Linked DNA regions of Hordeum vulgare: region 1 is linked to region 2. A link is a contact called in public Hi-C data. All regions are on one chromosome and are shown on one strand. Each heading gives the region's core, a stretch centred on a gene start, on an enhancer-like site or on the middle of the called end of the contact. The rest is flanking DNA. Distances are from core to core; before and after follow the strand shown.

Region 1 (2,700 bases), core at 81-2,580, 320 kb before region 2:
GAAACTTTTTTTCCTTGTTCAATGGATTATCGACATTTCTCTCTAGAGAGTATAATCAAACAAATTCTCTGGTTCCTCCAACGTGCTGGAATCCAAGATCAGACAAAATGACCTTTTCATCTGAAGCAAAAGCCTCAAACTGTACTAAGTAAGACCAACCACATAGCCCTCGCAACGCAGGACACATCTCTTCCCAGCTCAAAAGCAAAGCAAAATCTGGCATGAGTAGACCAAAAATATCAAATCCAAGGGCGTGCTGAATCCTAAGCGCAAATGCACCGCTGCTCGTCCAACAGCGCGCATTTCAGTGAAGTGTTGTTGGTCCAGGTAAAGAAAGACCCAAACTTTGATCCAGACTTTCCTAAAACTTGAGCGCAGACACCCCCAATGGCTCAAATCCTCGCTCCCAAGCCAGCAAGTAGCTCGGGTGAAAGCGCGCGGTCGCACCAACCAAGAAAGAGAACCCCCACCCAGCAAGCACGCATTGCCCCTCCAATGGCGATGCCTGACGAACCGGAGGGCGGAGGGAAATGGGGGAGAGGGAGGGGAAGGGGGGGAGCGTCTATCTCACTCTCGGGCCCGCCGAGCTGGGCGACGGCGTCGACGAAGCGCTCGTGGAGGTCGGCCGTCCAGCGGAGGCGGGGCTTGGGGTCAGCCGTGAGCACGAGGCTGGGGGCGCCGCCGGAGCGCGGCACCTCGCCGGGCCCCGGGCCGTCCGCGCGGTGGTGGATCAGGCCAGGGGGGAACATCTCCTCCTCCGACCAAGAAGGGAGGTGGAGAGGGACAGAGAGAGAGAGACCTTCTCCTCCTTCGTCCCCAAAAGCGAAGGATCCAACAAAAAGTTGCTCGCCTTTCTCTCTCCTGTTTCCCCCTTCTCTTCTGCGGCCTTTTTCCTGCGGTGGTTCCCCTCTCTCTCTTACCAGTGATCTGTGAAGCCCTCCTGCACATAACAATGGTGATTAGCGCAGATCAATCTCATTTTCTACTGTTCGTACAATAACACATCCAACTTACTTCCGGCGCTAAATTATCTCGCCAATATCATCTCTTCTTCACCAATTCAACCGAAGTTCCAAAGAGAAATAATACTACTCCACTACTACTACTCCAGGTCCAGGTGAAGAACTGCTGCTGCTCATTTACTGCCAGGAGAAGAACGGATGATGAGTCCCTGGTTGCTGGTGCTGGTGCTTCTGGGACGCAATGATTGGCGCATTGAATTTCCAGCAGCTCCGGCTCTGGCTTCTCGATCTGTCGCTGTGCGTGTTTGGTGAAGGGAGGGCAAATTGGCAACTGGGTTTTGTTTAGTGTACTACTCGGGTTTTCCGTTTCCTTAAAGTAAAAGCTAGTGGATGGACGCTAGCTAGCTCTGCTCATGCGAGGACCAAACAGACCACTGGCTGCCTCTGCTCCATTTGTTTATTTATTTTTTTCCCACTTATGCTGTGATGCGTGCAAATAAAAATCCAGCCCCGCACATGCTCGTGTCTGCGCCCGGACGTCATGCGCGCTTCCGCTTCCGCGCCCGGAAATCCAATCCTGGAAAGTGAATTTCATTTCTAGCTACTTGTGGAACAGCCGGTGGTCAGTTGATGTAGTGACAGGTTGCTGATTAACGCGTTCGGATGCAAAGAGAGAAACATAAAAGGGGCATCTTTACTTTTTTCTTTTTGGAAAAGGAGGAATGATCCCGGACCTTTGCATTAATCGATGCATGCAGTCATATTATTTAAAAATTAAAAGTAACATCATATGTCTAGATAAGTCTGCGACTCGCAATGAAAAAATGAACTAAAAATAAACAATCTCTTAAAAACAAAACTACCACATCCGGCGTAAGTAATAATAGACTATGATGTCTATACACCTAGTCTATTACTAACACGTCATCCAAACCGGTTGAAGATAACCCGTGCGGCCATCTCCCATCGGTTGCACCCAGTATCCATAAGCTTCCTCGAGTCCACATGACTGAGTAATGACCATGTACGGATCCAAGAAGTTGCTCTGAATATGACCTGCAAAAAGTTATTGAATTTGTTGTCATTAAAGATCAAGTCATTCCTGGTATTCCATATAGTCCAAAATAGAGTACATATCCCATTTCTGATAAGTTTAGAAATTCTAACGTCCACTCCATTGAGCCACATTGTAAATACAGAACTGATGCATGTAGGTGGGATCACATTAAAAGCTATATGAATAGTGCGCCAAAGTAGTTTTGCAAGAGGGTAATCCAAGAACAAGTGTCTTATTGTTTCATGATGATCACAGAAACAACAATTAGATCTGCCTCTCCAACTACGTTTAATTAGGTTATCTTTGGTTAATACCACACCTTTGTGCAAAAAATACATGAAAATTTTAATCCTTAGCGGTACTTTGATATTCCAAATATGGACTGATCTAAGTAAGGGTCATGTATTAATCAGATCCGTATACATGGACTTTACTGAGAATACGCCATTCATAGATAAAATCCAACGAACATTATCTCGTTGGTCAGATAATTGTACCTGCATAATTCTTATTACCAGATGCAGCCATGCCTCCCAACGTGCTCCTACTAAAGCTCGCGTGAAGTGCATATTAAGAGATACCGATTGTAACACTGTGGACACATAGTCCTGTTTACGTTGTGTAATATTGTAAAGCATGGGATATAGAAGTGCTAGCGGTGTGTCTCCAAGCTAAGTATCT
Region 2 (2,700 bases), core at 56-2,555:
TATAATCTTATTTTATAACTTATAAATAATATATATGTATAATATTACATCATAAAATATTTACATGTTTTTAGGAAAATTATCCACATAATTAAATTAACAACACCTAATAATTTACGTATCCAACAAAAATATCAAAGTAATTTCATATTTTTTACATATGAAAATAAATTCTAATATAAGTTCTAAATTTTCATGATTTTAATAAAATATTTATGTAGTATATAAAATTGTTCATTTTATTTTGAAATTTAATTTATTAATAACACACGGTTACATTTTACAGATACTTTATAAAAGTTAAAAAAAATAACAATGAAAAATGGGCCTTAGAAACTCAAGCCTGCTAAATATTTACAGGATATATAGTTCACGTAACCACTTAAAGCAAAGAATTGTTGGTAAAAGTAACTTAAAGCAAAGAATTTAGCCTACTGTGTTGGTTGGGTGTTGCACCTGCAACTCACAGGTCTCGGCATCTAATCCCAGCCGACACATTATTCATAGACCGACCCGCTCCAGGGGCTCATGCGAAAATAATAATTCAAGACCCATGGAAGGGCTTTTTGTGAGAAAAAGAAAATCCTGAGTATTTTACCGCAAAAAAAAGGCCACACGAACTGCCTCTCTTGTTTGGTAGCTGACAGCGGACCCCACGCTACGCTGGCACGCCTAAGCAGCTCGTATACAGACACGTTTTGCACCGTATATGTGCACTTAAGTCAAGTTGTAACACCGGTTCAATGTATGCCGCAAGTTTTAGCACTAAACTTACTTTTCACGCCAAGTTCTAGCACCGGTGATGTAATTGACTCTTCTGTAAATGTAGAAGAGTTGACCAGGTCACCGATCCTCGTGCTAAAAGAGCTCACATGCTAAAGAGTAAAAATACTGTTAATTCCCATGTTCTAAACCTCTACATTCTCGGCATTTTGTTTAACATTAGTAAGTGAAAATTGATTGTACTCACAGCAATCGCCACTGTTTCATTTACCTTTGGACTTTGGTGGCAGGTCATTTCTAATGTTGGTGCACAAGGATCATATGGCGTCATCCTGCAAAATAGCCCCAAACTGCCGTTGGGATCTTTGTTTACCAGCACCTCATTTTTGTTGTACCAATTGAGGGCTGTTAGTTGCTGTCTGAATCCATCCTTTTATCCTTCGCTAAAGTGACAGACCTAACTCTAGAATGTTTGTATGCTTCTCCTTTACCGAAAAAGGCTTCCGCCCTGCTTTATAGATAAATCAAACCACCACAGCCCCACAAGGTTCAAACCAAACGCACACAACACAACACAAGTACGGGAGGGTTCTGCTGATGGCACAGCTCAACAAGGGAGGGTTCTGCTGATGACACAGCTCAACAAGGCCTAAAAATAAAACAAAGGCGGACATGCCGCAAAGCGAAGGAGCTAATCCGGCTCAGGCCATCCTTTAGCCTGTTTGACACCCTTTAACTGGATATATGTATACACTAATTTTATTTAGTTCCAGATGTTTAAACGGCTTCTATTACCAGTGTTGAAGTTCACTCCTAGCCCTGGCCTGTCATATTTGCTGCATTGCTTTGATTTACCTTTTTTTTTTCCTGTTTTTAGTAACGAACTAGTGAGATGAAGGTTTCCTGTTGTTTTAATATGGATTGCTCATGCCTTCCAAGATTACAAGTGTAGTGTGATGTTATTTTGGATTCCTCGTCTTACATTTCTCTGTGGGACAAAGCATCATGTGCATTTCTTTTTGGGAACTGCGGTTAAGAAGTGCGAGGTATTCAGGTTAAGAACGGGCTATCATCGAGCATAACCCGTTTTCCTTGCAGTGTGTTCCGTTTGCCAAACATGGAACTGATACATAGTTAACCTGAATACTGAATCTGTTAAGTACTCTCTCCGTCCCAAAATAGTATAAAATTTATACTAACCTAGTACAAATTTTGCGACACTTATTTTTGGACGGCAGGAGTAGCAAATTGTTCATGTGCTCAACGATACCGTGAGAAAGTGATCCCCTCAGATTTGTGCCTTGGAATTCATCAGCCTTGTCACATTGTCTGTCTGCTAAAGAGCATGGCTTGCAAAAAGTTCTCAGGGCGTCAGCCGTCAGAGCTCGGAGTTGGATGCGGCATGGCATGGTCCCAAGCCCAACGATGCACTTTTAGCGCTTTGATCTTTTACCTATTTGATTTGAATCATCATGCCTTGTTTAGCGAAAGCAAGACAGCCCCGTACGGACGAGTCTTCTCTTCTCTTGTTGTGAGTGCGGGCGACAAGATGCTTTGTTTACCAGCACCCGTCAAGATGCTGAATCAAGATGCTGTCGCTCTAAAATCATTCCCAGACTTACAAAGACCACACCGTCTGCACAATATGGTTAATGAATATGCTACCTGAATTTTTTAGGCAAAAAGTTAAACATTTTGGCCTTTGCAGAATAAACAAATTAAACATCAAGTGTTACCCCAAAATGTCACACCTAAATTTATTTTTTTCATCGACGAAACATCATTGCTTCGTTTCACATGAAAATTGTCAAGCATTGTTGAGACAGTAACACGAATATGTATAAAAAATCAGATTTTTTTAAAAACATTTATTATTACTTTTCGTGTTACTGTTTATCTGATGCAAATGCACCCAGGAGCCAAAACACCTTTACCCATAGCTACTATTTTCAAAACTAGTATGTACGGCAAAATTTT

Evidence for each region. Hi-C and Micro-C count contacts between places; a contact is called where the count stands out from the background.
Region 1: a contact with region 2 is called in a Hi-C map of seedling, with 4 times the contacts expected there. The contact joins the promoter of LOC123453061 here to the enhancer-like site in region 2. A contact is called at or near these places in 2 of 6 Hi-C or Micro-C datasets (leaf and seedling) and 1 of 1 datasets of contacts at active chromatin or transcription factors (embryo).

Annotation. Positions count from the first base shown.
Region 1 is chr5H:381,697,486-381,700,185 of MorexV3_pseudomolecules_assembly, reverse strand. It overlaps LOC123453061 (protein PHR1-LIKE 2-like), which reads right to left and starts at 1,330. Exons shown (of 7, transcript XM_045129825.1): 1 at 1,015-1,330; 2 at 572-940. The coding sequence starts at 749.
Region 2 is chr5H:381,376,521-381,379,220 of MorexV3_pseudomolecules_assembly, reverse strand. LOC123452410 (flowering time control protein FPA) reads left to right here. Exons shown (of 6, transcript XM_045129060.1): 6 at 1,014-1,692. Among protein-coding and RNA genes, the nearest start is that of LOC123452410, 14 kb to the left of the region's middle. Within about 2 kb of position 1,305, at least 1 of the 3 cell types and tissues checked has open chromatin away from gene starts, as enhancers often do. A contact at or near this core is called in seedling, where this site is marked.